Linked DNA regions of Gossypium arboreum: region 1 is linked to region 2. Evidence: chromatin contacts called from public Hi-C data. All regions are on one chromosome and are shown on one strand. The core of a region is the stretch at or near the end of the contact, and the rest is flanking DNA. Distances in the headings are between cores, read along the strand shown. Region 1 holds the start of LOC108472930 (aluminum-activated malate transporter 2-like). Region 2 holds the start of LOC108471412 (E3 ubiquitin-protein ligase PUB23-like).

The links. A called contact is a pair of places that touch in the nucleus more often than the background predicts.
Region 1: a Hi-C map of leaf shows a contact between it and region 2, with 4 times the contacts expected there. The contact joins the promoter of LOC108472930 here to the promoter of LOC108471412 in region 2. A contact is called at or near these places in 2 of 5 Hi-C or Micro-C datasets (both in leaf).

The regions. Positions count from the first base shown.
Region 1 is chr7:84,043,740-84,050,162 of ASM2569848v2, reverse strand. LOC108472930 (aluminum-activated malate transporter 2-like) reads right to left here and starts at 4,190. Exons shown (of 7, transcript XM_017774495.2): 1 at 3,898-4,190; 2 at 3,395-3,736; 3 at 3,166-3,306; 4 at 2,792-3,064; 5 at 2,607-2,713; 6 at 2,343-2,486; 7 at 1,465-2,262. The coding sequence starts at 3,674. The coding sequence ends at 1,831.
Region 2 is chr7:83,849,520-83,855,463 of ASM2569848v2, reverse strand. LOC108471412 (E3 ubiquitin-protein ligase PUB23-like) reads left to right here and starts at 3,631. Exons shown (of 1, transcript XM_017773035.2): 1 at 3,631-5,365. The coding sequence starts at 3,799. The coding sequence ends at 5,016.

The sequences.
Region 1 (6,423 bases), core at 2,941-5,440, 190 kb before region 2:
AATATGGGTACTATAAGTGAAAAACTAAATGAGGTTCTAGCCTCAGTAAGAAGAAAACAAAGGGATGCATGTTTAAGGTTTATTGGTGATTCATCCACTCAAAGTAAACTCTCTATTTTTGCTAAAGTATGCATATTGGATACCGCACTGGAAAAACCACTGATGATTAATGAGTCCTTTGACAAATTCAATTAATGTAGAGTTACTGGTCATATTAGACTGAGATGTTACAAGATGTTGGGAGGCTTGAGAAAAATCAGATATGGTCCTCCTCAAGTGCTCACATGGTTTGCCACAATGCAACAACAACCATAAAGACTTGTTAAGAAAGAAGGATCATAAAAGTTTTATCATTTCACATACTGTTAGAAAGGCTTCCACTAACGCCTTGTGGTATTTTGATAATGACTACTCTAGACACTTGACTAGTGGTATGATCAACTTGAAAGATGTTTTAATTTGTTTTGAAGGCAAAGTAACTTTTGAAGATGAGAAGAAAAACAGTAACAAGAAAAGTTACATGTAATATTGAAGGTTTCTCTAATCTTAAAAATGTATTTCTTGTATAGGGATTGAAAGATAACTTAATTAACATAAGTCAATTGTGTGACCAAAGATTTCATGTGAGATATAATAAAAGCCATTGTGTTGTAATTTGATGAAACAATCTCTGTTGTAATTAGAAAAGCAAAAAACTTTTTACAACTTCTACATAGTTGTAAATGAAATTATCTACGACAAAGCTATTGTGTAAGATTTAGAAGTGTGACATCAAAATTTTGGTCATGTGAATTATCAAAATTTACAAAGACTTGTTCGATATGATCCAGTTAAAGAACTTCTAAAACTTGAAAATGCTATGACCTAGATCTTGAGGGGGCTGTTATGGGAAACAATATAAAGTGTCACATCCATTATTGACACAATTGAATTGTTTCATATCATATCCAAAATGAATTCATCAAGTTCCCAGAGTTTCTTTTAAACTAAACAACAACTTATTTTGATATTTTTATTTTTACTATTATATTTTTTTATTCACTTTATTTTAATATGTTGATACGGAATCTATGGATATTTGGATAACTTAAAAAATAAAAAAAGAAACTTATAATTAAAAACATCAATGATCGGATGAACTCCCAACAAAACCTGTAGAAAGACTTTTAAAAAAGTCAATAATAGAACTTAAAAGATTGAAAGCTTCCCTCTTTAGAAGACTTCGAAAGTAATAAACTTAAAAAATAAACAAGAACTAAATCATTCAACTCTAAAAAAATGTACTTTAGAAAAAAAAAACTTCAATTTTATTCAATTCTATTCAATACTTGAAAAGGTGGCTATTTCTAGGCCAAATTACAAGAATTTAAAATAAATAAATAATTATAATTAGTATGTACTAATTATGTAAATAAAACTCTTAAAATTAATTAAATAATTGATTTTACAAGTCTTAAGATTCAATTAATGAATAAATAAATATTTAACCTCTTAAATAAACTTTTAAGTAATACAAAATCTAAAGTGTTTGCCTGGTAGTTAAAGAGACTTCTAAAATCTTTTAACTCAAAAATCCAGTATTCATGGTGATGGTCTTCACTGAAACGCTCCCAAACTCGAACTAACTTGATGCAAAATGCGTTGCGAAGTTAATAAGAACTTTTCTATTCAAAAGTAGAAATTTCAGTCCAAAAATATTCGGATTCCATTAAAAAATGGTTGGATGATGCTCCAGACTTAGCTCAAACGAGTTTTCCCCTCCGCCCATAAATTTTTCTTTTAAAAATTTACTCAATTCAGTCACACACATGTTTGCTCTCAAGTTAATGGCTACTCAATTGTAATAATATGATGATGATGGTTTGAAGCAATGCTATTAGAACTTTGCCACACTTGTTTCTGCTTATCTAAATCTGGATTCCCATCTTTTTCATCAGGTTCCAATCTCTTGAAATGCGCTAGAGAGGCTAATTCATGAATCGACTCTGAAATTTTTTCAGTACAAGCAAGAATATCAAGCAGCAATGAAGCTACTGTCGCAACTTCTAGAATCTCTACGATATCTATGCCTTCACACAACCCTGTTCTGAGCAACGATTTAAGGTTGTCTGCGGCGTTCTTCGATTTTGCGGTTTGAGGACAATCACCTGTTGGTAGAGTCATTTTTCTCATAGCTGATGCTAATCCCTTGACAGCTTTCCCTGTTTCTGAACTTGCTTTGATGAATGCTTCTCGAAAATTTCGACAGGTTTCTGGTGAGGCCTGTAAAAGATTAATGCCAGTGTTAAAAATTACCAGATTTTTAACATTTTGGATATGGACTTTGTTTGACGTTATAGTACCTGTACATCAGAGTTGAGGCAACCATTAAGGGCTTCAATTCTGTAAGCACATTGTCGAGTGAGACTTCCAATCTTCAGGTATTGTTTCCAAGGATGGCGAAATCTGAACGGCCCATGTGGGGGTTCCCATCTAGCAAAATTAACCTGCGAGCGAGAATAAAATCCTTAAGTAAGATCGTATGACACTTGCATCTCGATTTTTTTTATCATGTTGGTCGGTTCCTAATTGTTTTTTTTTTTTTTTCAGCTAGTTCTCCTACTCACCAAAGATTCTTCGCTTTGCTTTGAATTGAGTATGCTTTTATATGCTTGTAACGATGCTTTATTTGACTCTGGTTCGCTTGATTTTCGGAAGTATTCATCCCCAAAACCTGCAAATTAAATGGCATCAATATGCAAGTTTTATGTTGAAATATTTGTGTACCTATATGCTTAAAACAAGGAAGTACCTTCTAAGAAGCTTGCAAGCTTTTCAAGATTGTTGGCAGCCAAATTATGAAGATCTTCGCCAGCCCAAACGGGGCAGATGAAAATGCAGACAAAAATAGCCGTAAATCCACCAATTAGAATAGTGGATACTCTTTTATGAGCCATTTCAAGTACCTCTTCATCACGATAACCAGAAACAGATATCAAGCAAAAGGTCAACATGAATATAAGGAGCCCGTAATCATATCTGACCTTCATTCGTGGAAAGAATCGTATAAACGACACTGTTGCAGCTGTATATATCAACCCAGAATTAGTCCTCACTTGTTATAATAAAATAAATTGATGTTTGTTCAAAATATGCGTTTTTTTATTTTGGATCATGTTGTTTTACCTAGAATGAACACAAAGATTCCCAGTAATATAGGCTGAAGTTCCCGTCCAGGCAGGTTAGCTAAGTGGTGAGCTCCAAAGCCCAGTGTTCCAGCTAAAAATGTTGCCAATCCCCTGTTTAAGCCTTTGCCAAGAGTTGCTCCTACATTAAAACAAACAAGCTTTCATGTTTTGGACGTAAATTTCCAGACTCAGTTGATTCATGTGATGTGATCATTTTAGAGGCTTACCTACAGAGAACTCAATGACGACAATGACAGTTAAAACAGCCCACATTGCTGAGCTGCCAAAGCCAACATATAGATGATCAAAATAGTAGAAGAGTGACACGAGGGTGATGGCTAATCCTACTTTAAACGAATGAACAATTCTTCTAGGATCATCTTCTGCTACTTTCTTCATTTTCCCTGGAAATTCAGCCACCTTGCTTCTTATTTTCACTATCGAGTCCTTAACCAACGCCAACCAACTGTTTGACGACCCCCCTTCTACTACTACATTGGCTTCCATTGTCAAACCAAAGGGGAGCAATATTGATGAATGAAACTCTAGGTGGAGTCGTATATTTATAGCTGTTTTTAAGGAGAGAAGCATCAATCATATATTTATAGCTGTTTATAAAGAGAGAAGCATCAATCATAGTAGCGTGATATTGTAACAAAGAGACAAATGAATATAAAGGAAGGAACGCGGAGTTTGGCATCTCAGGTTGTCAATTTGAACAACCAAGTACCTGGAAAGTTCAATCACTGGCTGCCCAGCTGGAGACGTCACTGACAGGAACCTTTCCTCTCAATTCGGTACTTTCAGGGTCTTTCAACGATGATTTGCTTGCACCATAGTAGTAACACAGCTGGCCAATGTTCAATAGATAAATTACACAAAGATATTCATATTATGGGCAGTGATCACTAACCTACTAGCTGCCGACTCTATTAAAGGTCCGCGTGTGCTATTTTACAACTTTCCTGGTGGTAGGAGGTAAGCTGTTAGGTATTTACACGTACAGTGTACTTTGATAAGATAATGTGTGTATTTGTTTTGAATTCTTAAGACTTTATGTCCTATTTTAAATAATTTTATTTCATAATTATATAAATATAATTTTAATAAATTGATAACTTATATTATATAAATTTTAACATTTTTGTGGATTTATATTCATATCATATCATTCCAACATAAACGTACCAGTCTTTTTTTAGATAAGCTTATAGCCTTTTTTGTTATACCTATGGGGTTCAGAATTGTTAGTAGAAATAGCTAAGATCTGGAGCCCTTTCCAATTTCCATTGCATCGTAATTGACGGTAGGAAAACGTTATTCTATTCTATATATTAACATCATTTTACATAAAAAATAATAATACAAAACTATCATACATCTAATCAATGTAAAAATAAATACAAAGCAATTAAAATCATTAATATGATGTATTTAACACGTATTATATATTTATTTATAAAATTGACATATTTAATAATTTATGATGTTTAATATTAAACTATGATTACATAACTTATGCATCACCTTTCCAAACTTAGTGCAATTTTTCAAAAGACAAAATCAAGATGGTTCTTCAACAAATAATGCATAATTATGAGTGCGAATATTTACAACACAATTTTTTTTATAAGTAGTTTCAAAATTTTGATATGTTTTTTTAATATTTTACTATATCTTTATAGGACACTTGTTAACTCTTAACTTATGAAGTATGAATATTTCACCATCGATGTACCAAATAATTTCCTTAATCACAAATATAGTTATAATTTTTAGGAATAATTATTTATTTGACCCTTCAATCTTACAAAAAAGTTTTTTAACTCTTTATTTAAATTTTCACCTCTTTTAACCATTGAACTTGTATGTTTGTCAAATCATCCAAAATGAATGAAAAAGTCAACGTTTGTTAACTTTTTGACGTGGCAATCTACATGCATACCACGTTACAATTAATTTTTTAAAATTAAAATATTTAAAAATATTTTTATATTATTTCTATTTTAAAAATAATTTTGCAAATTTTGAAATTTTAAATTTAAAAAATTAATTACTTACTGACATAGCATCCACGTGGTCCATGTGACAATCTATGTGTATGTTACATCAACAAAGTTAAAAAATACTAACTTTTTCATATATTTTAGGTGGTTGATAAAACAATGAAAATTCAAAAGCTAAAAAAATTAAAAAAATAAATGAAAAACTTAGATAAATTTTTTATAAAGTTGAATGGTCTATTTACCTAATTTTAAATTATTTCAACATCGAAATATTAAATTTAAAAAAAAAAACATGGGGTTCTTTACATTTTAAGTAAATAAGAAAGTGGTTGTGGTATCACACTCATAAGTATAATAATTAAAGAGTCCAAATACACAAGTATGAAACATGTATGATGCATCAAAATATTAAAAATATAAAGAAATTAAAATTATTAATATAATATATTTAATACGTATTATATATAATATATAAATTTGAAATATTTAATAATTTATGATTATGATATTTTGAAATAACAATAACTCGGGTAAAAGTATTAAGAAAGTCCTATAATTAGGTATAGATTATATTTTAATCTCTACTAAATAAATGGGTAAATTAATTCTTATACATTTTGAAATGTACAAATTAACTTCTCTATTAAAATTTTTTAATAAAGGGATCAAAATACAATTCACTCCTATATAGAGAAAATTTTCTAATACTTTTACCGGACAACGCATATTCAAAAGATAGCAAAGAGAGGACAAGAGTACAAGAGTACAAGACAATAAAAAAAAGGCCAGAGCAAGATTCAAAAATGATGGCCACCCACAAAATCAAACACAAAACCATCAACAAAAGTTAAGACAACAAGCTCTGCTCTCTCGTATAGCCATGGAGCTAGCCAAAAAGCCCCTTTGAGTTTCCAAGCAGAAAACACTGAAACAACAAGCATTAAGGTGGCTCAATCAACAACAGGCATTACTATCTCTTAGAGAAAGTATGCTTTGGATATCTAGAGGAACAGAGATGCTAGACTATAAACCAATGGAAACCCTTATGGATCTTAATGTCAAGTTTGTTCCAAATCAAGGGGAGCCTCTAAAAGATCCTAATCAATATTCAAAGGGTGGCTGGGGAGCTTATTTTAAAAGGATGTGTTGGGGAGTGAGGTTAATGTGAATGTGAACGGTTAACTCAGACCCATTCTAATTTGGGCCTTAAGTTGAAGTTGATAGCCATAGAATGTATGAGTTGGACTTCT
Region 2 (5,944 bases), core at 2,382-4,881:
CTAAATCTAGAAAAGCAAAGCGTGGAAATTAATACCTAATTAGATAGGAAAATTGATTAAGGAGGCTACTAATAAGATCAAGGAGAAATTAGCCTTGCTCAAAAGAGCATGAAGAAACCCTCTAAAAAGGTAACAAAATTAGTTTCTGGTGGAACAATAAAGATTCATATGAAGAGGGAGAATTCAGAACCAAAGAAAATGGTTGTTCGATGTTTTAAATGCAAAGGTCATGGTCATATCCAGTATGAATATGCTAATACCAACAAGAAGAAGAATTCTATTGCTATCACTCGAAGTGATGGAGAAAATAGTTCTGATATGGATGAAGATTTGGGAAACTATGTAGCTTTTCCAACTTGTTCAAACACCTTTTTAGACAGCGTATGAAACTTCTAAAGAATCTGACTGTGACATTGGTACTCCTGAAAATGCATATTTCCAAATGATTAAAATTTGGAAATTGTGTTTGATGAATGATGATTTGAGAGGAAGTGTGTATCTTAAAGGATGAGAATCAAAAGTTCAAAATGAAAGTGCAATAATGGATTTTATAAATGTTGATCTCAAAAAGGCTAATGAGATGCTTGACAAAACTATTAAAGAAAGTGATTAGTCATTTGTTGTTGTACGACCTAAACTTGGTCATGATGAACACAGTCAAAAAAACCTATCTCCTATGAATTTTGTTAAATCTAAAGGATGGTCGCTACTTTTTCTTTTGAGACAAGTGACAGAAAACTAGAGATATATTTGTTTTTATTGCAGAAAGGCCGAGCATATTAAATTTCATTGTTACAAGCTAATGAAAGATCAAAAATGGAGAAAAACAATGATTTTTCAATCTAATATTGCAAAACTGAATAGAACATCACTTAAATAGCGATTTGTTTGCAACAAAATGAAATGGAAGAATAAAACAAAGAGAATGATTTGTCATTACTGTGGAAAGGTTGGCCATATTAGGCCTTATTGTTTCAAGTTCCAAAATGGCTTCTAGAAAGTTAAATCCAGTACAATAATTGTTCAAACAATCGTTAAGATAGGTAGAAGAACAAGACAATTTGGTGTGAAGTCCACATTTGAGCTTTAAATATCATCAAGTTACTGATGCTCAAGTGAAGCATGAGGTTGTAATTCACGTTAATCATAGTGAGGATATTTCAAAGGTCAAACATACTCCATCTTGTGGAAAAAGATACTTATTGTTCCACGAGCTATAACCCTTGCTATTGAAAAGGTATCATCTTATCCCCTTAAATAAACTTAAGGCAAAACAAATAAGGGGAGCATAGAGTAAGAGGGAGTAAGTTTGTTGATTTTGGTATGGTATGGTTCATGTTTATGTTGACTATGGTTCATGCATTTGAGATTATTTAACTTGGTGGCTATTTTTTTAGCATGCATCCATTTTTGGTGATTGGAAGTACATGTAGATGAACTTATTTTCACGTGAAGGTTGGGTTGAGGCTCATTACTTTTTGAAAGAAAATGTTGAACTGAAATAAACATAGATGTTTAAACTCATGTTTGAACAAAGAATGGAATAGAACATAACTAATAGGGGGATTCTTTTAGCCTTTTGACAAAAAGGGGGAGATAAGTTGATGGTTGCTTGTTATTGATTTTTGCTAATGTTGCTGTATTTTTTAAGGAGAGCTTGTTGGTTTATCCTTGTTGTTGGCTTTTATGATTTTGCTACTATAGTGTCATGTTTTAGGGGGAAGTTAATTTGTGCTCTTGTATGAGCAATGTTGGTGTATTGGACGTCATTTGTTATGAGTTATGTTGATTTGTTTTTGGTATCTCATATGTTTATATGGCATGATAATATAGGCGGAGTTCTAATCATTTGCTTATGTTCTGTCAAAAAGCCAAAAAGGGAGATTGTTAGGACCAAGGTTGTCCATGGCTAAATTGACTCTTTTTCAAACACTTGTTTGAACACTGCATGTTTAAACAATTATTTAGGCAACTGTTTAGACAAGACCTTGGGACAACTTATGTGAAATGTTGGCTTTTTTACTTGGGCCTTCACAAGTGTTTTCTCCATAAGCAAAAGAGTCTGTGAATGTGTTTTATTTCATCCCAAACGATAGTGGTCAAATTTGGATGATTGAAGGGACTATGAGATCTTATCCCATAAGACTTACACTTATTCTTCAAGTTATTTATTTGGTGATTTATCAATTGTTTTTACTTGGTTGATAAGGTTTTGTTTTGCGATAATTATTGGAAAAATATATTTAGATTATAATTAAGGGTTTTATCTTATCAAAACTACTTGGCGAAGCTATAGATTTTGGCGAGCAATTTGGTGGTTGTTGTGCTGTTCATATGAGAGTGCCTTTTTTTAGTTGTTTTGGCGAGCTATTTGTGTATCATTTACTTGGTATTTTGGACTCTTGTGTTAAGCTTGTTATTGGATAATTTTACTAATTGCATTGTAAAATCATTTGGGTTGAGTGACTTGTAATAATTGGGTTCATTATTGGGGCTACAATTACTTTTTTGTATAATGGTAGATTGGGCTTTAATTAATACGTGATCCGGAAGATTGTTGAATAAGAACCATTCAGTAAGTGAAGCCCTGTAGAGTAGACTTGTGAATCTAGATTGCATTAACAAATCTCTTGTATTTATTTCTCCCTTCCTCTTATTTAATTAATACTTGTGTTCTGTTCGAACTTGTGTTCAAATATTTGTTTGAGTAGCTATTGTTTGAACACATGTCTGACCATTTGTCTGAACATTGAATCAGACAGAGAGCAAACCGAGGTTCTTATAATGTTCAAAAACCAAGAGTATCACACTGCAAATCTTTGAGTGTGTGGAATAAGGTCACTAATGATGTTATGGGAGTCTAATACTTAAGAGTATCCTTTCTTATTTTAGAAAAGAATATATAATTTACATTTTATGTATTAATAATATCTGTTTATATAACTGAATCAAATAACATTATTCCATTTAAAAATTTATTTATATTTATAGTCTTTTAATTTTTAATAAAATGATATATGACCTAATTAACCTTTTATTATTATTATTATCTAATTACATTATCAAGACGTTATTATATATGGTTTTGGTTTGGTATTTTCTCTTTTCCTCAAAAGTCCCATTGCCCCAAGTTGTGCGGCCTACAAATTTTGCCCTGATCTTACCTACTTTGAATTGAATTTTTAAAAGCATAATAATCCATAGTTTACTACTCATACACCCGGCATCTAGGAGTTTTTATGGGGCAGGCCAGGACCACCATTGCCTTTTCTTAGCGTGAAGCATACAGCCTGACCAATAAACCATTGCCAACTGGTGGTGGTCAATTACCAGCCCCAAGAAACTTCTAACCAATGTGATTTGTATTATTCCTCTTGCTTTGACCATTGAAGCCCTCACACGCGAATCTATGACCGGTAAAACAAGAAAATAGTAGAACCAGCTGAATATAGATAAAACATTAGTTTTGGTTTTTTAGGGTTGTAAATACTATACGTGTAACAAAACATTTGTTCTTTGTAGTAAAATATTAGAATTGAAATTCTAAACTTTGTTGCATGCTACATTAATTAAACCCAAGTACACAAATTAGAACACATTTAAGAATACTCGGAATTCTCCTTTGCTTACAAATTATTTGTCTAAATGTTTTAGTCTTCCAATCCATCGCAATTAAATATGTACATATGTAAGTCTCTTTTTCATATCATTGTGGCCTGACTAATCAGTTTTGTATACATCTCTGTATTTCTTAAGCAAACTCGGCAATTTTCAGCATCTTAGAATTTGAGCTAATCAATGGATGAAATAGAAATACCTCAATATTTCATCTGTCCAATATCACTGCAAATCATGAAGGACCCTGTTACAGCGGTTACAGGCATCACTTACGACAGGGAAAGCATAGAGCAATGGTTGAAGACTTCAAAGGACACGACCTGCCCCGTTACCAAGCAGGCTTTGCCATCGGATTCTGATTTAACACCCAACCACACGCTGTGGCGGCTGATTCAGGCATGGTCTGCAGCAAATGCAAGTAATGGCATGGATTTAGTTCCCACACCCAAAACTCCTGTCAGCAAGAGCCGTGTTGTTAAACTCATTCGTGACTTTGGGGTCCCTAGTTTTTATATGAACGCTTTGAAGAAAATGGAAGTCCTTGCCAAGGACAATGAGAGGAACCGGAAATGTCTGGAGGAAGCAGGTGTCCCGAAGGCTGTGATTTTGTTATTAATCACATGTCACAGACAAGGTAAAATTAGCTGTCTTGAACAAGCTTTGAGGATTCTGCATCTTATTTGGACACCATGTAGTGAAATCAAGGCTCTTGTAAATCAAAATTGCGATTTCATAGACTGTTTGACATGGATTCTTTTGTGTGAGACTGAGAATCCTGTTATTGTCAGGACTCATGTAATGGTAATCTTGAAAAGGGTGATTGAAGTCACTAATTCAAGGTTGTTGGAGAAGTTGAAACCCGAATTCTTCAAACAAATGTTACGGGTACTGAAATCCAAAACCTCTCAACAAGCTACCAAATCCGCCTTGCACATCTTGATCCAAACATGTCTTTGGGGAAGAAACAAAGCCAAAATGATGGAAGCCAATGTGATTTTCGAGCTCATCGAATTTGAGCTGGAGAAACCCGAAAAGCATGTCACGGAACTGATCATCAATCTCTTGGCACATCTCTGTTCATGTGCCGATGGAAGAGCTCAATTTCTAGGCCACGCCGGGAGCATAGCCATGGTGGCTAAAAGGATCCTAAGAGTCTCTCCGGCGACAGATGATCGAGCTGTTCAAATACTTAAATCAATCTCCAAATATGCTGCAACAAATCATGTACTTGTAGAGATGTTGAAGGTTGGGGCAGTAACAAAGCTTTGCATGGTAATGCAAGCAGATTGTGCCGCATATGTCAAAGAGAAAGCCAGGGGAATCCTTAGATTACACTCCACCTTATGGAATGGTTCTCCCTGTATTGCTGTTTATCTGTTAACCAGGTACCAAAGGTAACCCCGGTCACAAATTTATTAAGTAGTTCAGTTTTAAGTTGAAAGATTATGATAAAGAGTGATCAATAATCAAATACCATTGCCTTTTAAATGTTTATAGGAAAATTTATGATATTTGGTTGTGTTTTAGTGAGAATAGTTGCCTTGGAAAATATCAATTCGATATTTGGTTACTCATGGACCTTTATTATTGTAATAATTTAAAAGATGAACAAAAGAGAATGCTAAAGGAGCATTTTTCAATAAAATTATAAATTTATTGTTATTACTAGTCTGCTTTTGTCGGTGATTTTATAATTTTTTTGTTTATAAAGAAGTTTCATTAAAATTAAATTAAATTAAAAAAAAAAGACCACGTGAAACACACGGGGGAGTGGAAGAAGGTAAAAAGTGAGTTTGATGAGATGAAATTTGGTAGGGAATTTCCGCAATCAAAGGTTAATTGCTGGAAAATGACTTTGGAAAGGAAAACAAATAAAACGTGGTGTTTTTCAAGTTGGAGTGGTGCAGGGCAAAATTGGGTGTTTATCATTTCCTTGTTTTATAATTATATTAAATTAGTCCCTAACAGACATTGAATTATTTTAATGAATGCAGTAAATAGGAAAATAGATTGAATTTGGGTATTTTCTCAAATTTGAGCTTTCAGATTCTACGGGTTTTGGGATTAGTCTGATGGTAAAATTTCCAACTCAATGCTTTAAAATCCATATAATTTTTATCTTAAAATATTCAAGTCATTAAATTAAAAAGGCTTTTTAAAATTCTCCCCACTAAATTACTTCATTTAATAATATAGAAATTAATTTAATACATTCATCAATATATTCATTTCATTTTTTTTTGTTAATATTGAAAATTAAGCATTAATATATTTTAAAATGTTAAATTTATTTTAGTTTTTAAAATAATTAAAATATAAATAAAAC